4 separate regions of the Mus musculus genome follow, and all the other regions are linked to region 4. Evidence: chromatin contacts called from public HiChIP or PLAC-seq data. All regions are on one chromosome and are shown on one strand. The core of a region is the stretch at or near the end of the contact, and the rest is flanking DNA. Distances in the headings are between cores, read along the strand shown.

Region 1 (3,303 bases), core at 483-2,982, 1.1 Mb after region 4:
GATGCATAAGAGAGCAGGCAGAGATAGAACTAGAGAAAGGAACCATGCTGTGGACAATGATATTAACCAAAGGGATAAGGGCAAAATGTAAGTTTAAGAAATAAAAGGGCCATCTAGCATCTAACACAAAATATAATTGAGTGTCTGCAAAATGAAAAGACACTGATATTAATTTCCAGATTGAGGAGGTCCCTTGGATGGGCCCGCTTGTCTGTTTCCCAACTTCATGGGCACCTGCGGGTGGTGTGTTCATTCCTAAGGCTGAGCCTCACGCTACATTGTTCCATGTTTTTTAAAGCTAAGCCTCACGCTACATTGTTCCTTGTTTTCTAAAGCAGAAGGGTTTCACAGCCAGGTTTCTCCCAGTATCCAGGAGAGGCTGGGGTCCATCGTATGCCTATATTCCTGGAGATGTACTGTTCCTCTACAAAGTAAACTAATCTGTGGAAACCATGGTTATTTTCCACATTTTTTAAGTTAGCGGTTCTGTAACCGCCTTTATTTTGAGACTTCTCCAGGGAATGAACCCAACCAGGGCATCATGCATGCTAGGCCAGAATTCTGCCTTCAGTCAAGTTGATTTTGTTATGAGTTGTTTCTCTGCCTGTTTTATTTTTCAAATATTAAATATGGACATTCTTTGAGGAAGACGGAAAAAAAACAATAAAAGTCAAATTATTATCTTTATACTTTGTGCCTCCCCCCTGACGACAAAAACACTCTGACTGTGTGTGCAGCTTATAAGAAGAGAGAGTACACCATGCCGTCCTGGGACGGAGACCTGGAGAAGCTAGACACTCCCAAACCCAGGCCCAGAGCAGATAGCAAGTCTTAAAGCCTGGAAGACTTGGCGCTCCTGAAGCCAAGGCCAGCTCTGGCTTTATATATCGAACGTGGGAAACTAGAAAATCACTAACTGGCTTTACTTTTGCTACATGACAACTTCCAGGGGTCAACATGACTCCCAAGAAGGATGTGGCACCATATCTGTGCGGCACCATATGGATACCTGAATCATTATGGATACCTGAATCAAGCCCGGTATGCTCACAGGCCAGTCCCAAATGCCAAAGCAATAGACACTGACCACAGACACTCAGTTGAGGGGTCCAGACAGTCAACCTGAAAAGGACAAGAACTCTCATAGGAAGACCAACCATGTACATTAACCTGGACCCCGGGAGCTCCCAGAGACTGCATCGCCAACCAAAGAACATACACGGGCTAGCCCAAGGCCCCCAGCCATATGTAGCAGAGGACTGCCTTGTCAGGCCTCAGTGGAAGAGGATGCGCCTAATCCTGTAGACTTGATACCCCAGGGAAGGGGGACGCCCAGGAGAGGGGGAGGGAAGAGCACCCTCTCAGAGGCATAGGGGAGGGAGAATGGAATGAAGAACTCTGAGTGGGGGAGGGGACTTGGAGGAGGGCAACATTTGGAATGTAAGTAAATAAAATAATTAAATAAAAAGTCTCAACATGCTGATATCATTTTAAAGAGGAGTATCTGGGGGGGAACGAACAGTTATCTGAGGAGACGCTACTCGACCGCTTCTCACGCTGACACTGTTAGCCTCTCTAGTCAAAACTGCACCTTCCGCGACCTCCTCTCCAGAGAGGCCAAGTCTTTGGGTCTGGGGTTAAGACCCCAAAGTCAAGGCTTCAACAGGCACCAGGTCTGGGGCAGCTGTCCAGAAACCACGGTGGGAAAACAGGGCGCGGACAGTGGGAGGATGTGGAGAGGAACCGGAAGTTTAGACTGCAACACAGTCAGGGGAAGGCTGAAATGAAGGATCCCAGCCAACTGCTCCACCCACTTCTCTGCTTTTGAAGAGTCTTTGTCTCAGGAAGAGAACGTTCTGGAAGGGCTGAGCAACCATAGAGGGAAGCAAGAGGAGTCTCTAGCAACACCAAGTGCCAAAGTACCAAACCTAAGCCAAGGCTTAAAGCAATCATTAATGCCTGATGTAAGGTTATAGACGAATAAGGAATGGAAATAAGGGGAAAGAACGCACCGAGTCGATGTTATTGATTTACACGTTCAGAGAAATGCCAGAACTATTATTTAGATGTCAAAATAACTCCAAGAAGAGTTTTGATACAAGGCTGTTTTGATAATTTGAAACCGAATACCTGCCGGCTTTGAGACAGGGCTCTCAGACACCCAGCCTCTGTAAATCCCGCTGCGCCTCTCTGAGCAGGTCACATTTCGTCTTCCAAGGTTATACCGTGTTAAATTATATGCAATTTCAAAAAGAGCAAACCCTTGTCCCGTACTAGAGTCCCCTTGTCTTAAAGGCATGCTCTGGCTCAAATTAATTTATAGCCCGAGGGGATTTGGGGAGAGAAAGCTAAAAATTCCAAGCGAAAATAGCCCAGAATCTGGTTGCTTCTTAAATATCAAGGGATGTTGTCTGGGGGCTAGGAAGGGCTGTGCAGGGCTACAGGTAAACAGAACAGTGGGGAACTGTCAGGTCCGATAGATGCTTCACAGCGGAAAGGTCCTGCTGGATGCAGAGAGCATAAAAGTAGGAGCCCAGCACCCAGCAAACCGCTAAGCTCAGCACAGCTGGTGGAGCAGGGGAGCAGAGGCAGTGAAAATGATCTCCACTCGCCTTCCCAAGCCCTTCCTGCAGAGGACTCAGCGGTCGGTCAGACTTTCACTAGGGGCTTGCTCGGATTCGCTACTTTCTCTGTGTCCGCTCCTCTCTCCCGCCACTTGAGATGCGGCTTAGTTGGAGGCCCCTGTGGTTAAAATCACAATATTAATTCAGAATAATCTTCTCAATGAGTAACTTCCTTGCCCCGAAGTCTCATCCAACTCCACCCTAAGTAAAAGGACTAAGTTTTTCCAGCTCTGCCATAGAAAAATGAATACAGTGATTCCAAAAACAATTCCAGTCTTAAGAGCTGGGGTCTCCTTTATACTAAGGTGTTTGAAGTAACTCCTTTTTGTTGCCAATTAAGTTTAACAGGGGTCGTTTAAATGTATACGACTTTTAAGGATTCCCCAACCTGAAAATCTAAAGCAGTAGTTCTTAACCTGAAGGTCGTGACCTTTTGGGGGAGGGGGTCAATCAACCTTTTCACAGGGGTCACTTAGGACCCTTGGAAAGGACAGATATTTACATTACAATCCATAACAGTAACAAAATTACAGTTATGGAGTGGTAACTAAATAATTTTACAGCCGGAGTCACCACACCATGAGGAACAGGATCAAAAGCAGCATTAGGGAGGTTGAGAACACAGCTTGAGAGCAGTCATTTGCAGGGTAATTGAATGCATGCATTGAAGTATGCTGTG
Region 2 (3,050 bases), core at 134-2,633, 1.1 Mb after region 4:
CAAAACACACACACAAATACCCTTGCATATAAACACCCACATAAACACCCCTCCACATACAAACACCCATACACATAAACACACACACACACAAACCCATGCACATAAACACTCATACACATAAACACACATGCACATAAGCACATGTGCACATAAGCACATGTGCACATAAGCACCCACACGCAAGCCTAGGATATGGAGGAAGACACATTTACACTGCTTGTGTGAACTTCCACCTCAGGTCTGTGACTTGAACCGTACTCTGGGCCTGGGCAGAAGAAATTCTCCATCCAATGGATCATGTGACCACAGGTTTTAATCATGTGACCACAGATTTCAATCATGTAACCACAGGTTTCAAGGACCAAGTCCCCACTCACCTAGTAGCCTCAGTCCCTGTCCACGAACACAGGCAACTTGAGGAGGAAAGGGCTCATTTCACCTTCCAACTGACAGCCATGGTCAATGGGAGGTGGGCATGAACTCAAGCAGAAGCTGAAGCAGAAGCCGCAGAGGAACGCTAACTACTGAACTACTCCCCTGGTTTACTCAGGAGTGGCACTGCTCACAGTGGCCTGGGCTCCCACATCTATCATTTATTGAGAAAACACTCCACAAACTTGCCTATAGGTCAATCTGATGGAGCCAACTCTTCAATGAAGGTTCCTCTTCCAAAATGATTCTACCCTGTTTCAACTCGGAAACACACACACACACACACACACACACACACACACAAACCAGCAGAGTCACATTTTTCTCTGTTACATTGGATGAGTCTCCCTGGCTGGCTGTATCCTGGATGCCCTGCATCCGAGAAGTGAGGAGCGTACAGAGGAGACCGTGTGCAGGCATTACCCCATCTCATGAATGGCTGCCACAGTCCTTATACCCATCTCATCCAAGAGAACAAATATCCTCATAGACATGTGTGAAGCGAGAGATCGTCACTCAACATTTAACAACCTGCACACCTGTTCGGGTTCATTAGCCGGCTAATGAAAATAAACCTTGGTCACGTCTCGGATGGCTGTTCATTGCCCTGGTTTCTGCAGACATACTGTAAAATTAACTGCGAACTGCTATTTCCTGCAGCCCCACCCCCCCCCCACCCCCCCAGGTAGAGACGGGTGAGAGGGCTAAAGAAGGCAGAAGCACACAGTGTCTGCAGAAATCATATTCAAGGGAGATCAAATGTAATGTTTTCTTTCAACTCGGACAACTGCTTTGAGATGTCCCATCCGAGCAACCTTGAACACAGCCTCCGGGGTTGGCCGATTACCCCTGACGAATACCATTTGTGCTTGAGTGATGTCGCTGATGAAGTCAAATCGTGTGTGGGGGTGGGGGGGGCAGAACGTGATGAAAGGGTTTTCAGTCTGCTGAGAACTTACTGTAACGTACACGCTCACGCTGAGGCCCCACTTCCTGCCCAGGACAGGCCCCGTGTGATCTGGGCTTCTTAGCTGACTTTTGTTTGTCGGTGTTCATGTCTCTTAAAGGGAGCCAGTTCTTTCTTCCCCTTTCCCAAAGCAAAAAGATGTACATAAACAAAGAGGGCCACCAAGCCCTGGTCGCTGTCATTCTGCACATGAGATAATAGTCAAAAACAATACCATGAGGTTGGCCAGCCAGCACGCCTGCAGCTGCTGCCAGCTCCCCTTGCCACTGTACACAAGCCATGGGCATGTCAGGACTTGAAGAATGAACCAAAGCCCAGAGAAAGAAAAGGCCCAACAGTGTTCAGGGTGAGTTCGTCTGGCCCTCCCTCCCCTGCTCACTCCTTCCCAGAAGCCCCGGTACCTACAGACAGACAGAACAAAGACAAAGCCAGCCCCACACCCGATGTTCTCACCACCGTCCCTGCCTCTCACTCTCAAAGACTTGACCACAGTCGCTGAGGGGCATCAGAGAGCAGCCAGGGAAAGGCTGGATGAACAAGAAGCCTGTGTTGTCTCCTCCCAGTCAGGGGATTTGGGCAAAGAATGGCCTTCCCCGTGAGCAAATGGAGGTAAAACTCCAAGTGTTGTGTTGGGCAGTCCGTGAAGCTGCAGCCCAACTTCCCATACGGTAGGGTGGTTGGTGGTCCAGAAGCCATATTTGATATTTGAGATCAGTTATGCTCCCCAGTGAAGAGACAAAAACTGTCACCACCCGGAGTCCTCTAAGCAGAGCTACCCCCTTTAGGGGTGCCACAGTATGAATGGATTACTGATGGTCACACAGACCAACCCAGAAGACAGGTATCTAGCATCCTTGGATTCCCTTGTGGATACCAAGGCCCTCTCACAAAATGGCAAACAATTTGCAAATCGCCCACACATATGTGTGCTTTAAATCTTTACTATTTAAAGCTTAGTCCAACGTAAACATTGCACCAATAGGTGTGCTGTTGACTTAGTTACCATTCACTGCTGACTTGACACAGTTTACAGTCATCTGAGAGGAAAGCAGGGATTGAGGCACTGCCTAGATCAGACTGACCTGTGCAGACTGTCAGGGTTATTAATTGGTGTAGAAAGGTCCGGGCCACCGTGAGCTGTACTGTCCCCAGGCAGGTAGTTCTGTGTGTACAGGGAAGTTAGCAGAGCATAAGCCAGCAAACAGCTTGCCTCCCTGTGTCCTGCTGTGTGTCCTTGGGTGTCAGTGCGTTTCCAGTTTGGAAGCAAGGCTTTGTGAATAGCAAGCAGTTCAGCCCTGATGTCCCTCTGGGATGGGCAGTGACCTGACAGTGGATGAGGTACAAGTTGCTTTTGGATAGTGTTTCTATCGCAGCAACAGAAAGCAAACCAAAACAATTTTCAACGCAAGGCTGATTGAATCTCAGATGCAGAAACAGGTCACTACAGAAGGAAACTTGGCCGGCCATGGGGTTTGCTTGGTTTTTTTGTTTTTGTTTTTTGTTTTTTTCCTGAGACCACCAGTGTCAAGTTGGTGGGTGGTAGGACTAAGTCAGTCCGCAGTGATCTGCAGTCTGTCAGCTGCCTGTGGACAAAAGAGCCAAGAGTGCCTCGAAGCTCTGCCCCCAGATCTAGCGCACCCCTCTCATG
Region 3 (3,231 bases), core at 239-2,738, 1.4 Mb after region 4:
AGCAGAGCCGAGCAATCCATGAGGAGCAAGCCAGTGAGCAGCACCCTCCGTGTCCTCTGACTCCGTCAGCCCGGTCCCCGTCAGCCCCCAGCCCTCGTCAGCCTCCGCCCCAGGCAGTCAGCTCCTGCCCAGTTTGAATTCTGGTCCTTGACTTGCTTTGATGATGAGCAGTGATATGGAATCGTGAGCCAGATAAACACTTTCTTTCTCAACTTGCTTTTTGGTCATGACATTTCATCCTAACAATAGAAATCCTAAGTAAGACAAGCACCTTTTCTCTTCTTGATATCATATGCTATGCAATGGGGTGCAGTAAAGAAACTGCCAACATGACTGCTCCATTAGGGGAAAGGTGTGTTTTGTTTTGTGGGTTTTTTTTTGGGGGGGGGGGGGACAATCCAGAGGCATTTGGAAGTGTCTAGAGGAGAGAAAGGTGTGAGGGGCGGGGAGTGGGGAGGGGGCTGTAAGACCTCAGGGAGGACCAAGCATAGGGCTGTAAAGACAAGGGAGTGCACAGCTTGGGGAGGGCCTCTTGGGGGCGGGGGGGGGGGGGGATGGAAAGCCCATTTCACAAGTTCCAGAGAAATGCTGGCTGGCTTTTTTCTAACCACCACAAACCCTATAGTCTAGTTTGAGCTGATTTCTAAACAAATGGAGGACCTGTGACCTAACAGGTATCTAAAAGAGCTTTACCGATTTCTGCAAACACATACTACTTAATCTATATTTATTACCGGTTCCTCCTACATAAACTTATCCAAGGGGAAATTTTTTTAAAAGGCATCACAAAGAAGATGTGCATGCAGATGTTCCCTGCGGCAAAGGCCTGAAGGGTGGCGTGAGGGCTCGGGCTAACTGAGCTTGATTGGCTTTCACAGCATGCTCTGTCCTGGCAGACGTCCATACCTCAGCTTCTAGGTTTTGTTTTGTCTGTTTTGTTTTGTTTTTGGTACGGAGTCATCTATCTTCCTGCCTCCACCTTTTACATGTGATGATCACAGCTGTGTGCGATGATTCTCATGACCACTCTGTATAGGAAGGAGCTCAAACCCAGGGCTAAGCCAGCCCTCTGCCAACCCAGCCACATCTCCAGGCTCTCGGTGCCTCGGGTTGATATTTTCTTTCTTCCTAATGAACGAGTTTCAATACCCACATTGAAGCCAGTTCAATTCCTCCCAGAAGTGGTGAAATTGACCCAAAGAACCACTACACTGAGACAAGCAGTGTTTTGGCAGGGGCGGTGCTGGCCGAGGGTAACAGGCACAAATAGCAACACTCTTGGTATTCTTCTAACAGGCCAGCGTTTAGGAGACAAAGACCTTCAAGGGTGTTGGTGTGAGTGAAGGCTGTGTGTGCAGGCATGAAGAGATCCCTCCTACCGGGCCCGCCTCACTTGCAAGGTTTCGATTCTTACTGTCCTGTTAGCATTTCTAAGGCAGCAGAGCCAAGGCTCAGAGCAGAGCCAGGAACTGAAACCAAACTCTCTCAGACTTTAGAACTCTGCACTCTCAACCTCAGCTCCGAGAAAGCGGAACAGGAAAGAGGCATCCGCTACAGCTACAGCGAAAGCTGGTTTGTTCTGGTTTCTTGGGCCACACCACCCATCTCTGACTTCCTGGAAACCCGCCAAAGCTGGGGCCACAGCATAGAGGAGGAGGAAGGCACAGAAGGAAATGAAGTAGAATGGGGCCAATCCACTGAACCTGGGAGCCAGTTGCCTTCCTTGATGAGTGTCAAGGAATACCACTCAATGCCACTGGTAAAAAGCCACATATCTGCAGAGATAATATATGTTCCTAAAGACAGCTCACACATAGCAAAAACAAACGCTTGAGATGCCTTCTTAACATATCAAAGTGAACTTGGCTCCCAGGTTCTCCCAGAATCCTTTGGTCTGCATGCCCTCCCCCCTCCCCTAAACTTCTCTAGTCCAGCTGACTGGGCTGCTGCTCATCCCTAGAGAATCCAACCATCTTGGTTACTGCTCCTCTTTTGGACATCCTGGATATTACAGCCGGCTCCCTTCTCTCTCCTCTCCCTTCCTGAGTCCTCCCTCCTCTCACATGGCTCAGAATCAGGTGTCCACTCTAGGCTCTTCCGGAAGTCCCTGCCTCTGATTATGCCGTCCCTTTTATCTGTAATAAACCTTCTCCTGCCGGGCGTTGTGGAGCAGACTTTTAATCCCAGCCCTCGGAAGGCAGAGACAAGCAGATCTCTGAAAGTTTGAGAACAGCCTGGTCTACAGAGTGAGTTCTAAGACAGCCAGGGCTACACAGAGAAACCCTACCTCAGTGATAATAATAATGGATGATGATGATGATGATAAACCTCCTCCTCTACCATACATAGGAGCAATCACATTCTTTCCATTCTCGTTTCTTCTTACATCCATACTGTGCTCACTTGGGGTCAGAAGATTTGTAACCCTGAGTTTCAACCTGTTGATACTGTGTCTAAAACCTAGCTACACACTTCCAGGAGCCATGGGAACAGTTCCGTTCACAAAAGGAAAGTCAGAAGGAAATCAAGTCAACAAGCACAAAGCTTTTTCTTAAGGTTTAAGCTTTGTTTAACCTTTTTCAGATGGGTAGTAAATTATGCTCTTTAAACAATGTAACTGGCCGGGGCGTGGTGGCACATGCTTTTAATTCCAGCACTTGGGAGGCAGAGGCAGAGGCAGGTGGATTTCTGAGTTCGAGGCCAGCCTGGTCTACAAAGTGAGTTCCAGGACAGCCAGGGCTATACAGAGAAACCCTGTCTTGGCAGGGGGGGGGGGGCGGGGGGGGCACGATGACGGGGGACGACAAGGGTGGGGGGGACAATGTAACTGAGAGAGCCACAGGGTCCACAGATGCGACTCTCCCTTGAGAAGCCCATCCACCACAGTTGTATTAGACTTTCCCAGAGTGCCTCTCTTTGTATTAACCCCCGTGCTTAATCTGTGTCATAAACTGCAACTCTGCTTCATATTGCTTGTCCTAACGTTCTTCTCTACAGTGAGGGAAAAAAAAAAAAACAAAAAAACAAAAAAACAAAAAAAATCTGTAATAGGACCCAATGCCCTCTTCTAGTGTTTCTGAAGACAGCTACAGTGTACTCATACAAATAAAATAAATACATCTTAAAAAAATAAAAAGGAGTGTGTATGTTCTCTGGTGGACTTACCTCCAACATTCTGGAGGTAGCAGCAAGATTCCAGACATTGACACACCAGGACACCAGGGGGCCTTA
Region 4 (3,104 bases), core at 57-2,556:
AGGATTTACAATGGCTATGCACACGCTTCAGGACATCCTGTGTAGAGAGAGCAACAATTGTCACAGCTCGGGGCTTTTCTCATCGCTCTCTGCCGGTTGAGCTCTCGCCAGCACTTCAAACCTCTTTTAGGGATCTCAGGCTCTCTTTTTCTGTCTGAAGCAAGATCAGTTCAGAGTGAGACTGCATTTGTCTGGGTGCCTAGTATCCTGGAACAGCATTGTCTAAGGCTCTGCCCACTTGGCCAGTCACTCATTTCCACATTTATTAAGATTCTGTTGTGAGGCTGTTCTGGGATCGGAAGATACAGCAGAGAATCAAATTGCATTTTTGCCTTTAGGGCAAGTGCTCGATGAATTATCACCTGAAGTGGCCAAGGGAACTGTTCATGGTCCGTTGGGGTTTAGCCCCTGCCCTGCATTTACTGTCAAAGGAAGGGTGCAGCTCATTCATTGGGAGGACGGAGAAAACAGACGTGACTCACCGTTCATAAATAGACTACGCTCTGCGTTCTCAATCTGCACTATTGGAAGAAAAGCCAGTGTTTGGGTGAGGATCCTGGCTGCTCATTATCTTGCGGTTGATTGGCCAGTTTTGGTTGAATGCGGTTGGGGGGAAAGTCTTTCCTAAGCCTTTAGGATATTTAGTTCACCCTTAAAGGAGCGACATGCCACCATCAGGGTCACTGAGTACATTAGGAATTGTTCCTTCCTCGCCCAAATCCACACAAATTTGACACCCTGGGAAGGAGATGGGGCAGGTCTGAGTAACCAATCATGGTACTTGGGAGGAGGAATTGATTTCTGATCTTCAATGATCCCGTAGAACACGACCTGGACTATGTAGGCTGTGCAAAAGAAAGCTCGTCTCCAGTGTCTGAGACCCCTGGAGCAGGGCTTCGGCCCGTCCCCGCCCCGGCCGCGCCCCGCAACAAGTGTCCGCCCTCCGCCCCGACGGAGGCCCGGTCCTCACCCGGCACAGGCCGTCCACGAACACGCGCGGGTCCAGGTGGCAGGCGATGGTGGCGCTCGGCAGGTCCTGCAGATCCACCTCCTCCATCTCGCAGTCGATGAAGCTCCAGTCGCCGCCGCCGCCCCCGTCCCCCTCGGCAGCCGCAGAGAAGGGCGCGAAGGGCCGCAGAGTCACCCTACGGGGCGCCCGTGCCTCGACCGCCTCCGCCACCTCTCCGAGCCGCGGCCCGGCCACGCCGTCCTCCATGCCCGGCGCGCGCTCCCTTAGCTCCGCTCCACTCGGCGCCGCGGCCGCCGGCTCCCGCTTCACCCTCTGGGGGTCACCGCGGCGCCGGGACGCCGCCTTCCAGTGCCCGCCCTGTCCGCCTCCGCCCCGCGCGGGAGGGGCGGCCAGCCTGCGCTCGCCGGCCTCGAATCGTAGCTCTCGCGGAGCCCAAGAACGTTCCCTTTAAGGTCGGCCCACTCGGGCCATCAAGTCCCGCCCTTCCTATAGAGCAGACCAATAATACGACGGGATTTTTGTCACGTGACACCCACTCTGCCGCCCTAAGCCTGAAGCCTTGGGGCGGCCATATTTGTTAGGGGCAGAGGCCTCTGGCCAGTTCTGCTTTTCTGACAGCTGGCGGTGCCTGTTGAAGGACACAAGCCGGGTGTTAGCCTGTGGAACGGTAACCCGGAGGCAGAGCTTCTGCGGTTCCCACGCGGCGACGTTTGGAAACACGCAGCCAATTTTAAGGACTTAAACTAAATCTAGTTAGAGGCTCTGTTCCGTAGACGTTAGCAGTGCTTAGATACTTAGTGCATATTGTCGCGGAATCACAAATAAGACTTGAGTAACATCGTGATATGGCCTTATGTTTATAGTTCAACGTGTTAGTCATTATGTTACTGTCCAATTTTTGGATAATTAGAAGCATTTTTTAGCACAAAATGAGTGGGTTTCAATAATTATTTTCATACATATATCGTGTATTTTGTGTATACACAGATAACACTGTATTTTGTCTCCCATCGCCCTCCCTCGTGCCTTTTCTCCAATTCTGCTGGCTGCCTCTCTTTCCTCTAAAAACTTCCCTTTCTGCTTTAGTATCTCAAGAAAAAGAAAAAAAGCTATGTGTATCAATTACTTTCCTGTTACTGTGATAAAATACCACGACCAAACAATTTATAAAAGAGTTTCTTAGTGTTCCATATAGCGTCCCAGAGGGATAAGTGTCCATTGTGGTGGCTAAGTAATAGGTATGGCAGCCGGAGGCAAGATGCTGAGAGATCAAATCTCAGCCACAACCATGAAGCAGGGACATGGAACTAGAAACAAACTAGATAGGTGAACTGTTTCTACTACCAAAGCCTGCCCCCGGTGGCTCACTTCCTCCAGGAAAGCCAAACTCCCTAGACCTCCCCACACAGTACTACCAACTGGGGACCAGTGTTCAAATGGCAGACTTCCCAGGAGACATTTCTCATTCAAATCCTTGTAGCAGGAGGGCAATGGGTCTCAACCTGTGGCTCTTGACCCCCTTGGAGGTCCAAGAACCGTCACGGGTTTTGCGTATAGATCTCCCACATATCAGACATTTAGACAACAATTGAACAGTAGCAAAACTGTAGTTATGATGCAGAACAACAAAATAATTTTCTGGTTGGGGGGGTCACCACAATATGAGGGGCTGTATTAAAGGGTCGCAGCATTAGGAAGATTGAGAACCATCGAAGTAGGAGATGAGGGAAGACATTGGGCCTTGGTTTGGTGGGGGGCGGTTCATTACAGGGAAACAAGACCTCAGGTGAGCATTGTGCCTGGACAGCTCATCAGAGTGAGAACTCCCGTGTGGGTTTCACCTTTCTGTTAATTGCCTGCAGAGCGAGGCAGATCCCCCATATGGGCAAGGATTCAGTACGCGCCCAGTAAGTGTTCCTCTGCTAGTGCAGTTAAGTTTTAGGGGGGTGTTGAGTTGGGTCTGTGTTTTCTCCTAAAGTAGGCAAGCTGTCTAGTCAGGAAGTGGATCTATTATCATACCCAACTAGAGCTGAGATTTATTCAAAGTATGGCATGTGTAAGGCCCTGGGGTCCTTGTGATGCCCTTGTGAATGGAAGAGAAGAAATAATTCGCAAAGCCCTGAGGGTGTGAGGA

Evidence for each region. HiChIP or PLAC-seq counts read pairs in DNA pulled down with a chosen protein or histone mark.
Region 1: a contact with region 4 is called in an H3K27ac HiChIP or PLAC-seq map of large pre-B cells, with 23 times the contacts expected there. The contact joins the enhancer-like site here to the promoter of Rcan1 in region 4. A contact is called at or near these places in 10 of 39 promoter capture datasets (3T3-L1-derived adipocytes, the C10 cell line, the SN4741 cell line and 7 more), 6 of 484 Hi-C or Micro-C datasets (the N1E-115 cell line, adipose-derived mesenchymal stem cells, bone marrow-derived macrophages and 3 more), 13 of 115 datasets of contacts at active chromatin or transcription factors (embryonic forebrain, embryonic hindbrain, embryonic midbrain and 8 more) and 2 of 9 other capture datasets (adipose tissue and embryonic stem cells).
Region 2: an H3K27ac HiChIP or PLAC-seq map of T-cell acute lymphoblastic leukemia shows a contact between it and region 4, with 10 times the contacts expected there. The contact joins the enhancer-like site here to the promoter of Rcan1 in region 4. A contact is called at or near these places in 10 of 39 promoter capture datasets (3T3-L1-derived adipocytes, the C10 cell line, the HPC-7 cell line and 7 more), 1 of 15 datasets of contacts at CTCF or cohesin (stem cell-derived epiblast-like cells), 2 of 484 Hi-C or Micro-C datasets (bone marrow-derived macrophages and regulatory T cells), 15 of 115 datasets of contacts at active chromatin or transcription factors (SST interneurons, T-cell acute lymphoblastic leukemia, bone marrow-derived macrophages and 8 more) and 2 of 9 other capture datasets (adipose tissue and embryonic stem cells).
Region 3: an H3K27ac HiChIP or PLAC-seq map of embryonic stem cells shows a contact between it and region 4, with 5 times the contacts expected there. The contact joins the enhancer-like site here to the promoter of Rcan1 in region 4. A contact is called at or near these places in 2 of 39 promoter capture datasets (hippocampal neurons and liver), 2 of 115 datasets of contacts at active chromatin or transcription factors (both in embryonic stem cells) and 3 of 9 other capture datasets (adipose tissue, embryonic stem cells and liver).

Annotation. Positions count from the first base shown.
Region 1 is chr16:93,556,094-93,559,396 of GRCm38.p6, forward strand. No RefSeq gene overlaps it. Among named protein-coding and RNA genes, the nearest start is that of Gm30695, 26 kb to the left of the region's middle. Within about 2 kb of position 1,733, at least 11 of the 459 cell types and tissues checked have an H3K27ac peak or open chromatin away from gene starts, as enhancers often do.
Region 2 is chr16:93,573,303-93,576,352 of GRCm38.p6, forward strand. No RefSeq gene overlaps it. Among named protein-coding and RNA genes, the nearest start is that of Setd4, 29 kb to the right of the region's middle. Within about 2 kb of position 1,384, at least 54 of the 459 cell types and tissues checked have an H3K27ac peak or open chromatin away from gene starts, as enhancers often do. A contact at or near this core is called in the HPC-7 cell line, T-cell acute lymphoblastic leukemia, double positive thymocytes and 1 more, where this site is marked.
Region 3 is chr16:93,815,058-93,818,288 of GRCm38.p6, forward strand. All of the region lies in intron 1 of Gm30881 (a long non-coding RNA gene), which reads right to left. Among named protein-coding and RNA genes, the nearest start is that of Morc3, 15 kb to the right of the region's middle. Within about 2 kb of position 1,489, at least 237 of the 459 cell types and tissues checked have an H3K27ac peak or open chromatin away from gene starts, as enhancers often do. A contact at or near this core is called in adipose tissue, embryonic stem cells and liver, where this site is marked.
Region 4 is chr16:92,464,863-92,467,966 of GRCm38.p6, forward strand. Rcan1 (regulator of calcineurin 1) reads right to left here and starts at 1,307. Exons shown (of 4, transcript NM_001081549.2): 1 at 971-1,307. The coding sequence starts at 1,216. It overlaps Gm46555 (a long non-coding RNA gene), which reads left to right. Exons shown (of 4, transcript XR_003951847.1): 4 at 1-972.